Linked DNA regions of Mus musculus: regions 2 and 3 are each linked to region 1. A link is a contact called in public promoter capture Hi-C data. All regions are on one chromosome and are shown on one strand. The core of a region is the stretch at or near the end of the contact, and the rest is flanking DNA. Distances in the headings are between cores, read along the strand shown. Region 1 overlaps Ttc28 (tetratricopeptide repeat domain 28). Region 2 overlaps Ttc28 (tetratricopeptide repeat domain 28). Region 3 overlaps Chek2 (checkpoint kinase 2).

The links. Capture Hi-C pulls out chosen DNA fragments and counts their contacts.
Region 2: a contact with region 1 is called in a promoter capture Hi-C map of adipose tissue. The contact joins two enhancer-like sites. A contact is called at or near these places in 2 of 484 Hi-C or Micro-C datasets (bone marrow-derived macrophages and uterus), 2 of 115 datasets of contacts at active chromatin or transcription factors (embryonic basal ganglia and vascular smooth muscle cells) and 2 of 9 other capture datasets (adipose tissue and liver).
Region 3: a contact with region 1 is called in a promoter capture Hi-C map of adipose tissue. The contact joins two enhancer-like sites. A contact is called at or near these places in 1 of 39 promoter capture datasets (neural stem cells), 1 of 484 Hi-C or Micro-C datasets (bone marrow-derived macrophages), 16 of 115 datasets of contacts at active chromatin or transcription factors (the SCID.adh cell line, bone marrow-derived macrophages, craniofacial prominence and 10 more) and 3 of 9 other capture datasets (adipose tissue, macrophages and pancreatic islet).

The regions. Positions count from the first base shown.
Region 1 is chr5:111,226,685-111,229,839 of GRCm38.p6, forward strand. Ttc28 (tetratricopeptide repeat domain 28) reads left to right here. Exons shown (of 23, transcript NM_001267622.1): 9 at 2,664-2,773. Among named protein-coding and RNA genes, the nearest start is that of Gm35628, 6.6 kb to the right of the region's middle. Within about 2 kb of position 1,822, at least 123 of the 459 cell types and tissues checked have an H3K27ac peak or open chromatin away from gene starts, as enhancers often do. A contact at or near this core is called in adipose tissue and neural stem cells, where this site is marked.
Region 2 is chr5:110,927,251-110,930,028 of GRCm38.p6, forward strand. The region is part of intron 2 of Ttc28 (tetratricopeptide repeat domain 28); the gene reads left to right. Among named protein-coding and RNA genes, the nearest start is that of Ttc28, 49 kb to the left of the region's middle. Within about 2 kb of position 1,336, at least 8 of the 459 cell types and tissues checked have an H3K27ac peak or open chromatin away from gene starts, as enhancers often do. A contact at or near this core is called in adipose tissue, where this site is marked.
Region 3 is chr5:110,857,985-110,860,841 of GRCm38.p6, forward strand. It overlaps Chek2 (checkpoint kinase 2), which reads left to right. Exons shown (of 15, transcript NM_016681.4): 7 at 390-443. Among named protein-coding and RNA genes, the nearest start is that of Chek2, 19 kb to the left of the region's middle. Within about 2 kb of position 1,422, at least 89 of the 459 cell types and tissues checked have an H3K27ac peak or open chromatin away from gene starts, as enhancers often do. A contact at or near this core is called in adipose tissue and neural stem cells, where this site is marked.

The sequences.
Region 1 (3,155 bases), core at 572-3,071:
GGGGCCCGGCCAGACCTTCTGGTGTTTGCTCTGAGAGTACACAAACTGATATTAAAAAGCTGGCCTGGAAACCACCCCCTACCTCCGCTACTAGAGTCTGCCAATTACCTGAGGCTGGTGGGGCCTTCCTACATGAGCTAGAATCTCACAGCAAAGGCGTTGCCTTTCTCCTCCATACCTGGCTGCCCCTGCTCTGGAAATCTCAGAGGTGCACGGGCATTGTGTGTAGGAGAGGGAGAGAGGGGTGTGCTCACTGGTGAAGGACTTGGCTCCAAGTTTGCAAGGGCTTCCACCTGCAGCCCCTTAGGCCGCATTTTACTTCTCACAGCAAAACTAAGATGTGCCCTTTTTGCTACCTTCTGCTTTCGTTTTTATCTTTCTTTCTTTGACAGTCAGCACATGTCAGCTCATTTCACATGCTAGGCAGATTCTCTACACTGAGCTGCACCCACAGCCCAAGAACTATTCCATGTCTCCCTGTCTTTGTAGCTATGTCACCGAGGCTTGGAGAAGCACCGCAGTTTGACCCCGACCCTTAAGTTAGTTCATTGCAGAGTGGGCTCAGCCCCTGTCTGGAGTTGTTTCTGACCTCACAGAAACTGCAGGGTTGGGGCAGCTATACCCTCCTGTCCCTCAGGGGACGTCCCCAGGGTGGGAAGCAGGAGGCTGAGTGAACAATACTTCCAGGCTGGCCGTGGCTCAGCACAGGCCTGCAGTGGGGAAGCTCTGAAGCTGCAGTCACTGTCCCACCTCTATGGCTCCCGTGGGCCCCTAGCTTTGCTGACATTCTAGTATTTTAACGGCCCCAGTGCCTAGCAATGGCTTTTGTCTGAATGTGTGAGACCCAGAATTGAGGGTTTGCAGCAGGGACCTTACTACTAATCCCCTTCTGAAATGCCATTTCCCGGCAGCAGCTGGCTGTGTTGGGTCAACTGTCACAGAAGTCTGTATCAGTGGAAAACTCTGCACGTTGTTTGTGTTGTCTCTTGTGACAAGTCTCAGAGAACTATAAAAACTGGTATTTGAAAACTCCCCATAGTGGCAGACAGGGTTTGTGGGTCTCTAGTGCACTCCGAGCAGGCTCGGGACACTGTAAGGTGCAGGATGGCGTTCTCCACAAGCCGGGCAGGAGGTCCTGCAGACCTGCAGCAGAGGGCCAGTTCAGCTGGGAGTCACCCCAGCTTTGCCCTGTCTGCCCTGTGCAATGGAATGCTGTGTGGGTCTGAGTCTAAACAACTCCCAGATGGTGTGGCTTGACACGGGTTAACTCCAGGGCTTTCCACCCAGCCCTTCTCACTCTGGAAACCAGCAAAGGAAGTAGGCTCCATCCGGCAACTCCCTGAGGCTCTACTGCAGTGCAGGAGAGCTGGCCATGCAGAGTGGAATGTGCAGGCTCCCCGAAGGCAGTTCGAGTACGTCTTCCCTGTGGTCTGTGGACACCCTTCTTGCTAGGGATACACTTGGAACCAAGCAAGGTCCCTCTCTCTCAGAATTTGTCTTCCAAGGGGTTTGCCCAAAGAACCATTCTTCTGACTCAGACCAAGGACTTGCCAGACTTCTGCACTAAGGGTCAGTGCAGTGGGCGCTTTGAAAGTCGTCACACCCAGAGCCACCCTGGTTCTCCCGAGAACCCTTGTCTCTCATGTGAATTATTTACAAACTCTTCTGTTGCCCACTGGCATGATTTAGACTCAGAATGCTATTTCTGAACTCTTTGAGCCGTGTGTTTTGAAATGCATCATAAATTAGGAGGCAGACCCCTGAGCGGTGACTCACAGCAGCCATTCAGCTGACTCAGGGCCTTTAAAAAAAACAGGAATCACACCAGCCCATAGTGCTTGGCGCTGGCTTCCTGCCCTGACTTAGATGAGAGAGGAACCCTGGCTTATGTATACAGTGGAATTCTGGGAGCCATGCAGTGGCTCATGTGCAGAGAACCCTGGAATGCAGGCAGAGTGTCAGAGACCAATGTAGTGACCGATATGATGAACTGTGGCTGTTAGACTTAGCCGCACAAAGCCCTAGAGGCGGCTGGTGTCCTGAAAACCCAAAGCTTGCTGTGAGTGAGTGACCCACTGCAGGTGCCTCTGTGGAGACCATGGAAATGAGGGCAGCCACTCAGCCTTCCAGCCCACAGTAGCACTTGCTTTGCAACCCCGCTGAGGCACATCACAGATGGGACCCAGAGCGTGTCGGCGGCTTCAGTCACAGGAGCAGGGTCCAGCTGTGCACCGTTCTGCTTTCAAGAGACACTCACGAGCCTCTCATCAGCACTGCCTGGACAGTGTCGGGGGAGACAGAAAGGCATGTGGTCTTAGCCTCTGTAGCTGGCTGTCAGGAAAAGCTTTTCCCAGGCAGAGATCTGGGGATATGAGTGTATCAGCCAGGATTTTTCATTTGCAGAGCCAAGCGTTTTGCATCTGCGAGGGCAGCCGGGTCAGGGAACATTGGTTTTCCTGTTCTGCCTACCCTACCAACCTATCCACTGCCAACAGCCGTGACCTGGGCTCCTGCTGCGGCACCTCCTCACTTCCTGTAACACTGGAAGCGTCCTCGCCCCGGGGTTGATTTGGCATGTCCCACAGCCTTCCTTACATGCATCCAAAGCAAAATCGCCAGTCGGTCCCTGTCACCTCTCCTTACGATTCTCTGTCTGCTTTCAGGCTTAAGGTTAGCTGAGCAACTGGGTCGAAGAGAAGATGAAGCAAAAATTCGCCATGGTCTTGGTCTCTCCCTTTGGGCAAGTGGAAACCTGGAGGAGGCTCAGCACCAGGTACGCAGAGCTCTGTTCCAGGAGCTAAAGCACCCTCCATGACTGTCTCAGCAGCTGCGGAGTTCTCAGGGCTGCTGGCCTGTCTAATGCACCCAGAGTCCCTGCCTGTGTAGCCTGAGAGCTGTCAAGATTCCCGCTCACCCACAGGGCAGATCTCTTGATTTCTCAGATTCTCATGTTGTGCACTGTTGCCATGGTTAGTATAAAACCACATTCCTCCTTCAGTGGAGAGGTAAGATCAGGATGTGTGGTCATTGGGCTTACTGTCCTTGGCGGTTTCTAGTTAGGGCAGAGGGTATAACCTCTCCCCCTTTCTCATAGGGAGTCCCTGTTGCTGAAGAGGAGTGTGTTGACACACTGGCTGTGGGTGGACAGACGTCTG
Region 2 (2,778 bases), core at 86-2,585, 300 kb before region 1:
CTGTATGAAGACGTGCATTGTGAGATGGCTGTATGAAGACATGCATTGTGGGATGGCTGTATGAAGACTGCATGAAACTTCAGACAAAGCTCCACTTCCAGCACGGCTCAAACATTAGGTTACTTGACATTTACCTTAAAACCCTGAATGGTTTGAGCTGCGGAGCTCTGCTGTTTGCTGAGTTACCTCAGTAAACAGGGTGAGGTGAAGAAGACCACATCCCCGCCCGCCCTACCTGCCAGCAATTTCTTCTTGTTTACTTTTCTATACTTGCACATGTGATGAGGGCTTAGAAGTTATTCATGTGCGTGATGCTGCTTCTCACTTCACGCCAAGGATTTTACTGATTGAAAAGGAATTAAGAGCCATGTGCGGTGGCACTTGTGCAGCCCTAGCACAGGGAGGCTAAGATAGCAGAATTGCCACACATTTGGGGACTGAAAAGGAATTAAGAGCCATGTGCGGTGGCACTTGTGCAGCCCTAGCACAGGGAGGCTAAGATAGCAGAATTGCCACACATTTGGGGTCAGTCCGGAGTACATGGATAGACCCTTTATCAAGGAAAAAATTCAGAGGGATCTTTGCAAATAACCATGAAGGTTTTTTTTTTTTTTTTTAACTATCTTGAAGGATCATAGAATCCCTTATATAGTCATCTAAAAAGTTTGTAAACAGGATGTGTAACTTTAGATTAGAAAATCAGGTCATTATCAAAAGCTTTCTTTGTAGAAAAGCTGCTTTGATTTTTATTTCACAGTCATTAATGAAACTATCAATTACATGAATTATGATTTTCAATTCACATAGTAATTTCCATGTGTTTTCATAATAAAATCCACTCTGCAATCTCTTCAACAGAGATGCAGCGAACAGCACCTGCTGTAGCACACAGCTACCAAGTGGGTGTTCACACTCACTGTAAGAAACAACACTGAAGGGTTAATGAAAGCTGGATACATTATAAGATTACAAAGGTTTTATTTATGAGAGGATAGGGAGGGTATAGTTATATGGACGAAGCATTAATAACCTCTCCATTCTGCAGGAACTACTCCTTCCAGTCCCATAGGGACTGTGAGTGTGTTTTGGTGGTCTGTGCAAGAGGTTAAACTTGGCAAGTGTAGTGGGGAATGATGTCACTGAATGCACACCATATGTATCAAAAGTCAGGGAATGCTCTCACACTGCCATGCATAGATGTATATAAGTGTTGGAATGGAAAATCGTTTTTATGAAAATATAGACAAGTAAAACAAGAATGTTCTGTACTGAGTCTGATCCAGTCACCAGGAGCTGCCAAGTATGATACTCCCGGAAAAGTTTCTCTCCTTAATGTTCCAGCCTCCAGCCCTTTGTTGGCTCTAGAAGCAGTCTGTTTGGAAAGCCTTATTCAGTACGTTCTTTCTGTTGATATGGGTTGAACACCAAATGAGACATCCATTTTCTCTGTTAAAGCAAAGCTGCTAGAGCAGTCTAGTGTGCATGCTGCCGCAGATGGAAATGATTAATTGATTTAGCTAACTCAGTAGATTCTTTTCTAGTAAAGCAGGGGTATAGCAGAGCTTCATACTGCTAATTATTGTTCTATCCATTAATATATCAAAGACTGTAATTGTTGCTTCAATCATTCTGTTATCATTATTTAAAATGTTATGTTTTAATGCTACACTAATGGTTACATCAAATATATAAAACATTTGAGTTTTAGAAGAAATTTATGGCTTCTGACAAAAGAATACATGGAGATAAAATATGAAGTATCTAGTTATTTTATTATTCAATTTTAATTATCAAATCACAATGTTTTAAAAAATATTATTAATCTTTTTTACAGTCTAGTCGTTATCCTTCTCCTGGTCTGCCCTCTGACTGTTCCTCATCCCATTCCTCCTCCCCTGTCTCCAAGAGATGTCCCCATCCTCCTGTCCTCACCTCCACACCACCAGACTTCCCCTCTCCCTGCGGCCTCAAGTCTCTCTAGGGTTAGTTGTGCCTTCTCTCACTGAGGCCAGACAAGGCAGTCCTCTGCTGTATATGTGTCAGGGGCCTTATATCAGCTGGTGTATGCTGCCTGGTTGGTGGCTCAGTGTCTGAGCGATCTCGGGTGTGTGTGTGTGTGTGTGTGTGTGTGTGTGTGTGTGTGTGTGTGTGTGTTTCAGGTTAGTTGAAACTGCTGGTCTTCCTATGGGATCGCCCTTCTTCCCAGCTTCTTCCAGCCTTTCCCTAATTCAACACAAGGGTCTCTGGCTTCTGTCCATTGGTTGCGTGCCAGTATCTGCATCTGACTCTTTCAGCTGCTTGTTGGGGCTCTCAGAGGGCAGCCATGCTAGACTCCTGTCTGTAAGCACACCATAGCATCATTAATAGTGTGAGGCCTTGAAGCCTCCCCTTGAGCTAGATCCCAATTTGTGCCAGCCACTGAACTTCCTTTCCCTCAGTCTCTTCTCCATTTTTGTCTCTGTGGTTCTTCTTTTAAAGCAATCATGGGGGGCAGAGGGAGGGAGGGAGGGAACCAGATGGGAGAGGAGACAGGGAGGAGGGAAGAGGAACATGATCAGGTATTTCTGGGTCAGTTTTTGACTGTGGGATGGCAACCCTATCCCTTCACTTGATGCTCTGTCTTTCTACTGGAGGTGGACTCTACAAGTTCCCTCTCCCCACTGTTGGGCATTTTATCTAAGGTCCCTCCCTTTGAGTTCTGAGTGTCTTTCACCTCCTAGGTTTCTGGTACATTCTAGAGGGTCCCCCCTTCCACTTTCCACCTCCTACCTCCCGAGG
Region 3 (2,857 bases), core at 172-2,671, 370 kb before region 1:
AAAAAAATTTATAAAAGATTTTAGGGCTGGAGAGATGGCTCAGCAGTTAAGAGCAGTGACTGCTCTTCCAGAGGTCCTGAGTTTAATTCCCAGCAACCACATGGTGGCTCACAGCCATCTGTCATGGGAATCCAATGCCCTCTTCTGCTGTGTCTGAGGATAACGACAGTGTACACACAATAAATAAATAAATAAATCTTAAAAAATAAAAATAAAAAATAAAAGATTTAAAATCTGGGTTTCTTAGCTGAAGTCTATTTTACATAAATATGTAGTCTAGCGTCTGCTGTCTGAGCAGAGCCTGGTTTGTAACTCAGCCATTCTAAATGAAGTTTAACTGTATTTTTATTATTACTGTTGTACTCTAATGCTATCCTTGTTTATTTAAGGACACAGCTCCCAGTGTGGAAACTGAAATAGAAATTTTGAAGAAACTAAATCATGTAAGTATCATTGTCACTCGTCGTAACTTGTCTCAAAATATAGGAAGTATACGAAGTGTTGCTATAGGAGGCTAATTTGGGCTCCTTTGTATGTTTGTGAGAAGACACGTGGACCTGGCTCTTATTCACCTCTGACGAGTTTTACTTCAAAGTTTTAAGAATTCAATCCTGTGTAAAAGGCTTCATGACTTCATGATCTATTACTCGGTATTTTTATTGAGATCTTGAGAAAAACCTTATAAAGGTTAGTTATATTTGCAAAAGAAATGAAAGTCTTGTGAAGTTAGTTATATTTGAAATCTGGGTCCTTTTAAATACCTTTTCTTTGGAGTAAGTGGTATCTGACAGATAAGAAGCCCATTGTTGCATCTGATTCGTAGGCGTGGGGAGCCTTGTTGGAGATAAGTGGTCCTCACCTACTTTGTAAGGAAGACTCGATATCTGTGGCAGTCACAGGGCTGTAGCACAAGGGTCTGACACCGGCTTCTCTTTCCTGGTTCTCTCAGTCTCTTCATTAGTTTATGAGAACCCATAATGCACGCTTAGTAGGTGCTGGAGTTACTTCTTGCCAGAGTAACTAAGAATCCTCTTCTCTTTTAGCCTCCAGTTAGAAGATTTTCTTTTCTCTCTTCCACCTCCTCACTTTCCTCTAAGAGCTAGAAAGTTTATTTATTCTAGATTTCTGTGTTTGATACAATGTCTCCACAGCCTGTTTACAGCTCGGTGGACCCTCTCGCTAACTCTCCGCACTCCAGCGGCCATCCTTCCTGCTTGCCTGTTCCCGACCTCACACGTAGCAGCTTCTTCTCTTCCCCCTCCTTTCCTTCCCTCTCTCTTTGCTTCCGTTTCCCTTCTGCCTTTTCACCCCCTCCTCAATCCCCCTTCTTCCTTTTCTTTCTTTTTTGTTGTTAGGAGACAGCCCCTGTCTTGTTACCCTGGCAAGTCTGGGAATACTGGACTCACGTGACCCTTCTGTCTCCGCCTCTTGAGTGGAGTTTGTTTTTCTTCTTTTCGACAGGAACTGGCTGAATTGGCCAGGCTAGGCCCCGATTCCTGGCTCAAGCAATCTTCCTGCTGCAGCCCGCTATGGCCAGTTTTTTTTTGTTTTTTGTTCTTTACAAAAACCACATTACTGTTGGCAGAATGACTCGGAGGGTGAAGGAGCTTGCTGAGAAGCCTGGCCATCTGAGTTTGATTGCTAAGACTCACATGGAAGAAGGAGAGATCCAGTTCCCACAAGTTCTTTGACCTCCACACATACTCCATGGCATGCACAGATACAGGCAGGCAGGCAGGTAGACAGACAGACAGACATAATTAGACAAAGAACACCGCATACATTGCACTTACGTACCATCCCCCTAAATGTTTTATTGGTCATTTCGAGCCTTATTAAGGTGGAAGTCTCTCACCAGCACTCGGCAGTGTTTCCAAGTCCATGCCGGGAAGCTGTGGGTGCTCGCTGATGCAGGAAGATGGATGTACAAAGCGAAAGTTACAGGGACCCATGAAGAACACGGCAATGGAGTCTCACCTCTTACAATCTCAAACCTGAAAGAATTATAGGTTCTTTCTTTGAGTCTCCTGTGATCAGTCCTCCATGCTGGCTTCTGTATTCCTGCTAGATTCTCTGAGGTCTGTTTCTTACCTGCCACTGAGCTTGGCTGTCAGCTTTAAACACAAGTATGCTAAGTAGAAAATCGTAATGCTAAGTCTAGAGAATCTAACCCTGTTTTAACCTACCCACAGCACTGGGTGCCCTGCACAGATAGTAAACATATCATCCATGCTTCAAAGTCTTATACTGTGAGAGGATCTTATCATACAGGTTCCATTCTCCATGGCCCTAGTGCTGGAGCCGCAGGAATCAGGTATCTGGAAGTATAATTAGGCTTCCTTCCTCGCCTTCTTTGTTATTGAGACAGGGTCTCTTGTTGCCCAGGCTAGCCTTGAACTTGCTTTATAGCTGAGGCTGGCCTTGAATTCTTGCTTTTCCTTCCTTGCCTTCCCAAGTGCTGGAATTACAAAACAGCTTTTTGGGTCTCTCATCTTGTGTCCTGTTGAGAAAAAGGGCTTTGCTCCTATGCTGGGATTGAACTTCAGATTGCAGGTCTGCTGAGAAAATATCCCACCTGCCACCCGCCACCCGCCACCCGAGCACCCAGCTCCTGCTGCTTTTCCTCTTGTCAGGTTCCTGTTTTGACAAATGAGGAGGAAGTCTGGGAAAACCTGCTGTCATGCCTAGGCGGGGCTCCTATGCAGACACGAATTATTCCTTACTGACTCTGTATGATGGTGTGTTTCTTGTGTGAGTTCTCTGTGAGGAGTCAGCCACCTTCCATTCTGCCAGTCTCCTGTGCTTGACTCAACAGCATCCCCAGACAATAGGTTTCCTGTCTGGAGTTTTCTCACTT